Linked DNA regions of Mus musculus: region 2 is linked to region 1. Evidence: chromatin contacts called from public promoter capture Hi-C data. All regions are on one chromosome and are shown on one strand. Each heading gives the region's core, a stretch centred on a gene start, on an enhancer-like site or on the middle of the called end of the contact. The rest is flanking DNA. Distances are from core to core; before and after follow the strand shown.

Region 1 (5,776 bases), core at 552-3,051:
ATTTAAGGTGGTCGGGAGCAGATGAGGGAGATGGAGGGAGAAGATGGAGGGAGAACAGCCCTGTATTCAGTCTCCACGATTCCTCTTTGCTCCAGTTCTGGCCCGCCACCCTAAGGCTAGTCTCCTAGGCTTCCCATACAGCAGGTACCCGGTGGCGAGATGCGCGTCGCGTCGCGCGGGCTGTTCCACTCTTGTTTTCTCCAGCCCCCGCCCCCTGCACTTGCGCCCCGCCAGCGCCGCTCCGCCAGCCGCTCGGCGCACCTAGCCCTAAAGGTAGGACTTGAATATTTTAATAGGGCAGTAAAAAGGATGCTGACCTATATTTGCAAGGAAACCCATTTCCAGCTCCAGTCATACGTGCATGGAGTTTCAGAAAGTCTCGATTTGGCTGGGAGATTGGCAGCCTGGAAATCTCAAAGGAGGTGGGATGGGAAGAGAGGCTCGTGCTTTGCTTTGCCGTCTGTCCATCCACCCTCGTCGCCGAATATTTATTCGCTTTTAATTCTTATGCAAGCAGGTTAAAAATTAAAGCGATTGCAAAGCCAGCAAGTTCCAAGTCCCTCCCCTAAGGTACCGCGGGCTCTGGAGAAATGAGGAGCATCCTTAAAGAAATATCAATACATTCTCTGACCGGCACAATTGAGGACGATGGGATCGCAGTCAGGCTACGCGATACAGTGGGGACAAGACGGGCGCCTCTGGAGCTCCTGCCTTTTGTCAGAACTGCCCCCAGGCTTTCTCAGTTACAGTTCTTTGGTGGTGGTGGGGTAAAGGGTGGGGTGGTCTTGGGAGAAAAACACAGAAAAGGAAAAGGTAGGAGCTAGGGGACGAAATGCTCCAGGCTATGTTTGCAGTGACCTGGAGGCCCTTTGAAGTGTATAGGGGCATCCCCTCTCCCTCCATTTTCTGCCTCCACTTGGAAAGGGCAGACTCCCTCAGAGTAAAGGTCTTTCTAAGTTTCAAGCTAGAATACAGGTAGTTAGAGGAGGTCGTCCCGGGAGACTAATTAAATGAGACTAATAAAATGAGACTAATAAGATAGAGAACCCCATCTTCTGGTGCCCCATTCCAGCAAACCCTAAACTTCCTGCTGGACCCTTCACCTCCTTTTTCCTCCCGGAAGAGGAGTGCTAGGTGGGCAGGTGGGTGGGGAAGGAGAGAGCAAGCCGCCTTCCTACCTGCCCAAAGAGCAAACAGAGCAGGGCTGACTGCTTGGTCACACGCACCCCCCCCCCCTCCCGGGAAGGAGTCTGTTTCCCACCCGCAATGGGTCTCTACCTGAGTCATCAGCCGGTCTGCTCCCGTGTTTTCCTCATCCTTAAATATGATGTCGGGGTTGTAATTGGGGGTGAGTTCCTTAAATCGTTCGGAGTTTCTTGTGATCTTCCCTTCATATCTGCCGCTGGCCCCTAGGGTCTTCTCGGCTACGTTGGGAATAAACTGCTTGTAGGCTAAAGGGGTCAGCTTTTTGGGGTGCCGCCTCTTTCCAAACCCCCTGCCGGGCCCACAGGCCAGCCCGGGGCACACCAGCAGCGAGGAAGCAAGGATCACCAGAAAACATCTGGCCAGCAGCAGCAGCATCTCGTCCGCGGAACCTGAGGACTTGTGAGCTGTCCCCGCGCTGTCTGTGCGCGAGCGGGTACGCGCGGGTGTGTGCGTGTGCGCTCCTCCTTGCGCTCGGCTCTCCCTTCCTCGCTCGGCTCGTTCGTTCCCTCTGGCGCTGCCTGGCTCTTTCTCTTCCTATATAACCTTGCCTGCCGCTGCTGCAGGGGACTTGTCTCCGATCCCCACCCAGACTGGGGCTGCGATGGCAGGCTGCCGGTCGCTGGTAACGGAACACATCGGAGTTGGGTCTCGAGACAGCAATTAAAAGACAAAAAGAGCCTGATTTTAAATGGTAGCAAGGCTGGAGAGCTTGTGAGACAGGCTGCCTTTCGCACTATATTATAGCTGGCAGGGGCGCATCTGATTGGCCAAGCCGCACAAGCTTGTCTTCTGATGTTAACCCTGAGAAAGACTACATTTCTCCCCCCTCTGGCTGCTGTGGCTTTATTTTCACCTGAAGGCTTCCAGTTTAAAAAAGAAAGAAAGAGAGAAAGAAAGAAAGAAAGAAAGAAAGAAAGAAAGAAAGAAAGAAAGAAAGAAAGAAAGAAAGTCTTTACTAAGGTAAAGGTGGGTGGGAGGGAGGAGGCCTGTTTATTGGAAAAATACCCCGCACTGCCTGCTTTGTGCTCAGGGCTGCTTCCCCCTTACTTTCTCTAAATGGAAGATGCTTTGGTTAAAGCCAGCATAAGTTTTTAAAGGACAGTCCAGATGCTCCCCCCCCCCCCACAAGCTTTGACCATAAAACAGCCTCTCAATTGTTTGAGGGCAACGCTGCCTCCCTCCTGTTTGCCTTATTTACACCCCATCCCCAGATGTGAGTGTACAGGACAGACGTCACGGGGTTGTGAAAACAGCTCACCTGAGCATCTCCTGAATATTTAGCATCTTTAGATAGAGGATAATCACAGGTGGCCACAACCTAAAGAGTTGCTGTTTTAAGTGCCCTAAAATACTGTCCTTTATTGTATCTCACTGACTGCACCACATTCAAGCCTCTGCAGGTGGATGGATGCATCCCAGCTGAGGGGCAGGTAAAGAGTGTCTGCAGAATGTGGTGGGGTACATAGGTTCAGTGGGTCTATGTGCTGCACCCCAGCATGGAGGGCAGCTGGTGTGTGCTTGGTGGGTAGAGGTGATCTGCCTGGGGCAACTGAAAGTGGGCAAGGCTGCATGCGTGAAGAACCCCTTCCAATCTATCCTAGCAAAGTGCAGGGCTGGGGTAAGTTGATGTGGAATTCAGGCTCCTTAACACAGTTGTATTTCACAGGAGCTTTGCAAGCTAATTTTCAAGGAAAGAAGCTGGCTAGGTGTAGGGCCTGCAGACTGAAGGTGTTAGGGATCTAGAGGACAGTGTTCTGGCCATAAGGGGCATCTTAGAAGAGGATATGCTGTCTAGAGGTCACTACTCTTGGGGTGTCCAACACTCTTTCAGGAAAAAGAAAAATTTCCAGAAAAGTCTTAGTTGAACCAGAAAAATAGAATGTGAAACGCTTTGTTTTTATAGATCATAGAAATCTGCTCTGGCTTTTCTCCCATCCTACTCACAGGCAAGATTCCTCTAGGATGGGCGAACTATTTATGTGGAATGGAATACCTGCTTAGGGACCGAGTCCTCCAGTGTTATCCCATGAGACCAGCCTCTGGCTCTTGATCCTGTCCCAGTGCAGGGAGAGCCCAGCAAACCTGAAGCTCAGCTGGCAGTGGGGTTTTCAGAGGACTTAGAAACTTGGTTGCTTTTGAGTTAGTGTGAGGCGAGGAAAGTGCTTGCTACTGTCTACTGTGAGTCTCAATGGCAGTATGGCAGAGCCTCACCATCCCAGGCTTGGAAGGGTTGACTAAAGCCCGCACACCTGCCCTCTCTGGAGTTTTCTATCCTTTGATTTATGAGGACCAAGTACAGATTCTTAGTGGGAGTTGGTCCCAGCTTCACGAAGACCAAATAAGAGCCAGACTCTCCAGCCTGTATCCTCTGTGTACATCCCCCATCAACTAGAAAAAATGGATACAAAGGGGACCCACTGTTCTTGATCCAGAAGAGTGGGCCTGCCTGGCATGTGGCTTTCATATTACTAGCCGGTGGTGGGCTAGACAAGACTTGAGCATCCTGGAGCCTCATTTTGCTTCAGTATTTCCTTGTTCTCTGTGTATGCTGACCAGCACTCTCTTCTTGATGTCTTTGAATATAGACTGGTGAATGGATCATGCAACTGTAGACAGCTCTAGTCAGCTTTGGATTGGCAGTGGGGAGTGGGTGGGATTTCCTGGGGAAGGAGGCAGAAAATAAAGGCCACATTTCTCCCTGTGGTCAGGCTCATGATCCTGTTCTCAAGACAACAAATATGAACTGTGATTGCTTTTATCCAAGCATTTCTGTAACCTGGAGACCTGGAATACCTGCAGATGTGATTTGGAAACAAACCCCTAAGCTGCCAGTGTTCTATGTGGGCACAGCTGGCCTTGGAGTGCCCAGACATGGTCACCTCCCTTTTGGCTGTGAAGAAGGAGGTGACTTGGTTCTGCTCTGGCCCATTGCTCACCCCCACTCCATCTCTAGGGACAATGGATGCTAATTCCAAGAGAGCCTGATAAGGGCCGGCCTTCCTGGAGTCTGGAAGGATCTTTAGAAGGAAAGTAAAGATTTACTATAAACCCTGTTGTTTTTTTCCTCGTACCCAGGGACAGCTTGCTTCCTGTTCCAGGTTGCAGAAATGCTGGGATAAAAGCAATCACAGTTCATATTTGTTGTCTTGAGAACGGGATCATGAGGCTGGCCACAGGAAGAAATGTGGCCTTTATTCTCTGCCTCCTTCCCGGGGAATCCCACCCTCTCCCCACTTCCCAGACACCAGACACTCGCTGCCTTCCACCTCCAGACACCAGATGGCTCCCTCTCTTTGCTTTCCCCTCTAGACCATTTGGGCCCCTCCCTGTGCCTGTAAGAGGTTCCAGAGCACAATCTCTGCCTGGTGGGGCCAGCCATTTAACTCCCAGAGGCTACTTCTCATTTGTGTAGGTTCAGCTATTCCTCCTGCTGGGCATTTGCAGGCTCTCACTCTTCTTGTTTCTTTCCGTCCAGCGTTCTTTCCTTCACTCTGAGGAGCACTGGCCAACCTTTGACTCTGCCCCACACCCCTGGAGGCATAGTCCTGGGCATGGCCCCTTCCCCCTTCTGGCCCTGCCGCTAGATGGCGTCCTCACTCTGCCTTCGGCCCTGGCCTGCCCGGTTGGGGAAATTCTGCAGTCTCCAGTTGGAAGGGCCTGGAAGCAGGACTAGGCTCTTTGGCTCCTCCTTGCTCTCTGACACTTGTCTTTCCTTTCCAACCCTTAATTTCCTTTCCCCAGTTTGAACTAGGGATCCCAGCCCAGCCCTGCCTGCTGGCCTCTTTTCTTTTCTCCCAGTTGATTTCTTTTCCTTAGAACAGCTCTGCACCATCTCATTCTATCCAATCACCCAGTTAAGTTTCATTTTCTTCCTGATTTTTTTTTCAATCTTGGCAAATAGAGTTTCACTTGCTCCATTTTGTTCTCTGGGGTGATATCTAGGGGAGAGGAAAACCTCACAGCCAAGGAGAAGCCCTAAGCCTGGGAAAGCTGCTTCTGTGTTAACAGCCAGAGAATCACATGGCTGTGAGATACTTTGTCCACGCCCTCTCCAACCTTCAGTAGTCCCTGTGTAAGGTGTAAGCCATGGATATTTAATTCAGGCCTCAGTTCTGTGAATCTTTGTAGTCTCCAAATGATTTCCGTCCTCTACAGGGCCACCAGCTACATTTGTGGCTGAAAAGAGAAACTCAGTGTAGGCAGGTGGCCTTATGGCCCAGAGGACCAAGGGATGGGTCTGGATGCCATAGCTAGTTCTTCTGACCCAGGTCTGGGCATTTCTTTACCATAGGTACTTTGGCACTCCAACATGCCACCACCTTTCCTCCAGTCTTGGAGCTGCTGAAGCGCAGATGCCCCCGGGAGAGGTAATCCATTAAGCCTAAGCATTAGAATCACCTGGGGAGCTTTGAAAAAAAAAATCATGTCAGCCAACAGCTACAGGGCTGTGCTCACAAACAATCACATCAGAGTTTCTGCTTTGCTGACTCCCTTGATGGGAATCCCCAAGACTTGGGACAGGGGAGGGGAGCCACTTGGCTGCAGGTTTCTGCTCCTGGGGATGTTCTTC
Region 2 (6,031 bases), core at 959-3,458, 1.1 Mb after region 1:
GTAAGAATTTGTGTTTAAATCTTTATTAGAGCCAGGCATGGTGGCACATGCCTTTAACCCCAGCGCTCGGGAGGCACAGGCAGGCAGGTTTCTGAGTTCAAGGCCAGCCTGGTCTACAAAGTGAGTTCAGGACAGCCAGGGCTATACAGAGAAACCCTGTCTTGAAAAACAAAACAAAAACAAAAAACAAAAAACAAAACAAAAAAATCTTTATTAGAGAAACTGCCAAGGCATGTTGCAGGTAGTTCTGCATTCATTCTGAATTCTCAATAGAATGAGAGCTCTGTCTCCATGGCTTCCTTAGTGTGTAGTAATGTCACACCATCTGTTAAGTAGGAATCTGTATCTATAGGATTTTGATCTACCTCTTCCCCCGGCCTTTTAGTCATTACATATTTATTCAAACAATTACAAAAATATTGGGGCTCTTGTCACTGTTGCCAATACAGCACTAAACTTGAGGTTGGCAAGATGATTCAGCAGTAAATGTGCTTCCCATCAAGCCTGACGACTGAACTCACACTCTTGAATACACTTGGTAGTGGAGAACAGACTCTTATAAATTATCCTCTGACATTCAAATATGTGTACATACACACACACACACACACACACACACACACACAGAGCCAGTGAGAGAGAGAGAGAGAGAGAGACAGAGAGAGAGAGAGAGAGAGAGAGAGAGAGAGAGAGAACTGGTAAAATGATAGAACAGATGAAAAGTACCAGTTGCTTGCTACCAAGTCTTATGACCTGAGTTTGATTCCTGGTACCCATATAGTGGAAAGAGAGACAAGTTGTACTCTGACCTCCACATGCACATCATGGCATGCACCCTACCCCATAAACACTAAGTAAACTAAAATGTACATTTTTTTAATTAAAAAGAGGACTGGCTTGTATGGTGGTACAGATCTTTAATCCTAACACTAACAGGCAGTGGATAGAGGATCACTGTGAGGTCCAGGCCAGCTAGGGCTATACAGTGAGACCTTATTTCAAAAACAAAAAATTAAACTGTGCTGGAGACATGGCTCATAAGTTAAGAGCACTTGTTGCAGAAGAACTGGTTTCAGTTCCAGATCCTACATGGCAATTCCAGTTCCAAGAGATCCAATGCACTGTCTTGTACCAAGCACACACACATAATTCACAGACACGTAATATACATGCAGGTCAAATATTCATACATATAAATAAATCTTTTGAAGAAGAAACAAAAACAAAGCAAAACAAGATGTCTTCTATCATGTGCACATGGTAATGCATGTGTATGTGATATATTTATGTATCTGTATATATACTTGTGTATACACAATATACATAACATATATGTATGTACACAGAGCATATACTATATAATACTGTGCATGTACATGACATATATGCATAATATATATTTTTTTTATGCATGCCATGGCATGTATTTGTGTTAAACTCTATGTATATGCATACTGTTTTATGCATATGTATATGTGTATATATGCATGCATACATGATATATATTTATGTTGGTTTGTATGACATATGTGTATGTATATATGTTGTATATGACATCGATTCATTTACATTACTTTGTGTATATTTATGTTTGTGCTTATGTATATGTAATAGCACGTTTTTATACATGTACATACATATATTAAACATGCATAAGTGTATAGATATATGATAGGGTATATTTGTGCATTATGTATTTATGATGCATTTATACATTTGGCATGCATTTATATATATATATATGAATATGTGAATATATATATGAATATAACTTTCATTTGTTGGTGTGCATTTGTGTATTTGTATGGTGTGTGTTCACGAATACCTTTGTTCGTATAACATATATTATTCGTCTCTGTCTGTCATGGTGTAGAGTCTCTGCATTAGTAACCTGTTCCCCCACATCTAGCTGGAGGGTGAAAGCGGCCTCTTATGCAGGGCTTCCGGTCTCCAGCAGTGCGCGCGACCCGGTCGGCGTCAATGGGCGGCGGGCGGCGGAAATCGTCTGGTGGCATGACGCACGCGCGGAAGGATGTTGCACCCGCGGAGCCGCGCACGCAGGCAAGTCCAAGGGCTGCCGGGAGGAGCACCGTATTATCGATGGCGGCCCTGGCGTCGGTGCCCGCGCTCGCGGGGGCTGCCGGGAGGAGCGCCGCGCCGTCGATGACCGCGCACGTTCACGGGACCGCGCGCGCAGTGCGGGCGGTCACCATCTTGGTACCTACGGCAGCGCGGTGCAGGCGCGAGTCGGGGCGTCCCTCGCTTGACGGTGGCGCGCTGTGGATAAATAAGCAGCGGGGACAGGCCGGCCTCCAGCGTCGCCGCGCTCGCGCCCGCGTGCAGGGCGGAGAGCGCTGAGCCTCGGGGGGGGCGGCGCGGGACAGCGAGGCCGCGACCCTGCCGGGCCCCGCCCAGCCCGCCGGGCCCGCCCCCGGCCGCTCCGCTGCCTGCCGGGCCGCGCAGATGGGATAAGCGGCGAAGATGTTCAGCTTCGAAGGCGACTTCAAGACAAGGCCCAAAGTGTCTCTCGGTGGCGCGAGCAGGAAGGTGAGGCGGTGCGGCCCGAGGTGTTAACCGAACCCGGGTCTGACAGCACCCAGGCGGCGCTGCTCCGCTGTAAGGTGTGGAGCGAGCTCCAGCCGGGTGCGGCTGCGGTGCAGTCCTGACAGGTTTGTGAGGAGGCTCCAGAGGAGCGCTGTCGAGCCGCGGACTGAGCGGCTGGGTCATTCATTGCGACCTCGCGGCCGCCTGCCCAAGGGCCGCAGTTTTGACCTGGAAGCACGTGCACTGGCAGTCTGGCTGGGGGCGTTACACAGTTAGCTGTCCAGCAGGGCGAGGCAGGTGCCCCCGCCCCCATTCCGCCCTTTAAGAACTCTTTACAAGCTATAAACTTGACATACCCGCTCCTCACAAAGCTTGGAGTGAGTGCCTTGCCCTCAAGAACAGCTTAGGGAAGAGTCCCTCGTGCCTGTGAAGTGGGAGGGGGCAGGTAGGACAAGGTCTTTGTAATCTGCATCGCGCTTTAGCTTGCCCCACTCGGAGCAATACAGAGTTTTGCCTGCCTGAGGCCTGAGGCCCCGGTCGCTTTTGGACCTTTGCTTGGTGATGGTTTTGACACTGGTCGGCTTTTTGGGGCTGTCTGAAGGATGAAGGCAATCGGCCGTGATGCTCTAGGCCGAGCCCGGAATCCAGACAGGATCCCTAGAGTTGTTAAAAGGATTTTTTTTTCCCATTAGGCGAAATTTTAAAGCTTTATTTTAAAAATTTATACATATGAGTGTTTGCCTGCATGTATGTAATGTGCACCACAGGCTTGCTTAGTTCCCGCAGAGGTCAGAAGAGGGCTTCCGATCTCCTGGAACTGGAGTTAAGGACACTTGTGAGTTGACATGTGGGTAGTAGGAAGAAAACCCAGACCCTCAGTAAAAGCAATAAGTGACCTTAACTGCTTAGCCATCTCCCTAGCCCTTTAATGTAAAATTTTTTGTCTTTTTTTTTCCCCCAAATTATTGTACGTTTGAGAGCAGTGTTGCTGAGCCTTTGCTCCAGCTTCATTTTATAAAGGATTTTTATCTGGACACACATTTGTAAATGGTCACTCCTGAAAACGAATGTCCCATCCTACCCATAATTGTTCTTCACCAAGCAAACTGCTTTTCTGACCAGTTTCTACAGGTCACTTTTAACGTTGAGCTTCGTGCAAACGAGGTCAGATGAAGCTTGGTCAGCCTCTGTGCCTTGCTTCTTGAGCTAGGTGCTTTCTTTGATAGATTCTTCCATCCCACTGTGTCCCTGTTAGTTCAGGACCTGAAAAAACCATAATTAACCCATCCTGGTTTTCATGGGTGCTTTGGTGGATGTTGCTTACACTGTGTTCTGCTGGTGCACACTGCCCGTTACTTCCCGAGTTGATGTGCCCACTACCCTACAGCCAGCAGTCTGAGGGCACCACTGACTCAGATCCTGGCCAGTAAGTGATATTAAGAGTCTTTGGAATTAATGGCCATTCTAGTATACTTCATTCATGTCTTAAATTATAATTTGAAATCTTTCCCTTCTTCAGCTTAGTGGAAAATTGATCTTTTCCTTTTTCAAAGTTAATGAATATTTTTATGTTTATTATCTTTAAGAACTATATGCTGGAAAAGTCCAAGACTTGATGAGTTTATTGGGGAGTTTGTTGGGGAGATAAGATTTAAACCTTGAAAAGTTATGGTGTACTAATGACTGGTTTTTTTGTTTGTTTATTTCAATTGTTTTTGTACTTCTTTCAGGCTAATACAGAAACACAGAATTGGTTGACATGCTCTAGAAAGGTGGGAAGTAGTAGGATGGGTTTGAAGGGACAATGTAGAAAGTTTGAAGTAGGTGTGTGGTGGGTTCCAGTGCTTCAGTTCTACCATTATCTACATGTATATTGTTTGAGACAGGACCTTATACTGGAATCCGACTGGCCTCAGACTCACTGTGTAGCCCACTCTGGCCTCAGATTTATGTACAGTCCTTCTGCCTCTGCCTTCCAAGTGCAGGAATCACAGACAGGAATGCAGCAACAGGCCCAGCTCTGGGTCAGTGCTTCTGAAATCAGGATACATCCTCATGGCACAGTTTATTTGGTAGCTTTGTGTGTGTATAGAAGACTATCTTAGTAGTCAGTTTGATTGCAAGTACAAAAATCCATTGAAACGAAGTGCAGAAAAGCAAATAAACAAAAAGCCTGTGAGAGGCATGATGATATTTCATAAAATGTGCAAGTCAAAAACTGTCCAGTTTCTATGCTACCGGTACCAAGGTAGTTTAGGTCAGCTATTCTCTTTGAGTTGCATTCTTGACTTTGTCTCTGTATATAGGTCCTGTCCATTTATTTTATTCTAGCCAAGCAGTGCCCATATATGGTTTCCTAGTTGAGTGCCTTGATCTCCAAGGCAATCTTCTGGAGAGGAAATCTTGGCTGGATCATGGTTTCCACCTGTGAGCTGAGTCTCAACCTCTGAGGGGTGAGTTGAGGAAATCTTCAGTACAGATTATTCCAGGTGTGTGCTTAAGCTAGGAGAAGACAGAGGAACAGAATGCCAAGGTTCCTGTGGGGTTCAGACATGTGTGGAACCTGAGAAATCTGAGTAGACATGGAGGTATGAGGGATGTCAGTGAACCAGTTGGCTTAGTTGCTGATTCAAGTTTGGGACAAGAAGTATCCCAAGTATACCTTGGAGACCTAAGAAGACTGATGTCTGGGAAATGAGTTTATAGGAGGAAGAAGTGAGCCAGAAGTGTTGAATGCTGAATGCCTCCAGATAACACCATAATTTAGACTTGAGACTGGAAGACAGGTGACTAGTGAGTGTGCCCCTTAGGGTAACAGGAGCTGTAGTCAAGACTGCAGTTAGGCAAGGAATGGAGGGGGCTGTACAATGCCTCTCTTAAAAGACCAAAAGATTGAATGGATGTCAAGGAGAAAGAATTTGAAGTCTAAAGAAGGTTTGGGTGATAGGACAACTTGACCAAGTTTTATAGAATGGGGCAAAGAAAGATGAGGGGAGGCAAGGAGTAAAAATATAGGGAAGAACCTGGAAAAACCAGGTGTATACAGTTGAGAACTACTTTCACATTGAAAGTGAGAGTGTGTGTGGATGTAGAAAAGTTGTAGGTAGGAGGAATGACTTTAACACTACCTTTGCAGGTTTCCATAGCTATGGTAGTTGAATTATAGTCATTTCAATGTTTGCTCTTGCTTTAGCCTCCAGAGCAGGCTACAGATAGTGGAGTAGGTGGTAGAGGCCCTATGTGTTGAATTTGTTCCCATGTAACATTGTCAGCTGAAGTCCACAGTGCTCTGCATCTTAAGATTCTGACAAGTGATTACTATAATGACCTAACCCTAACCCAACATCATACAGAATAGTTCTCATTGCCTTTAAACCCCATTTCTCAGCCTAGCCACTGCTCTCCCTCTGCCTACCTTTGGTAATCCTGTCTACATAGAGTTCGCTTTCCCCAAAATGTCAGTGTTGGAATCCTAAAACACAGACTT

What was found. Promoter capture Hi-C pulls out the DNA fragments that hold promoters and counts their contacts.
Region 2: a contact with region 1 is called in a promoter capture Hi-C map of hippocampal neurons, with 10 times the contacts expected there. The contact joins the promoter of Ube3c here to the promoter of 9530036O11Rik in region 1. A contact is called at or near these places in 7 of 39 promoter capture datasets (the 3T3-L1 cell line, cranial neural crest, embryonic stem cells and 3 more), 4 of 115 datasets of contacts at active chromatin or transcription factors (astrocytes, embryonic forebrain, embryonic stem cells and 1 more) and 1 of 9 other capture datasets (embryonic stem cells).

Annotation. Positions count from the first base shown.
Region 1 is chr5:28,465,183-28,470,958 of GRCm38.p6, forward strand. It overlaps 9530036O11Rik (RIKEN cDNA 9530036O11Rik), which reads left to right and starts at 1,802. Exons shown (of 7, transcript NR_015562.2): 1 at 1,802-2,166. It overlaps Shh (sonic hedgehog), which reads right to left and starts at 1,919. Exons shown (of 3, transcript NM_009170.3): 1 at 1,279-1,919. The coding sequence starts at 1,581.
Region 2 is chr5:29,567,034-29,573,064 of GRCm38.p6, forward strand. Ube3c (ubiquitin protein ligase E3C) reads left to right here and starts at 2,209. Exons shown (of 23, transcript NM_133907.3): 1 at 2,209-2,547. The coding sequence starts at 2,482.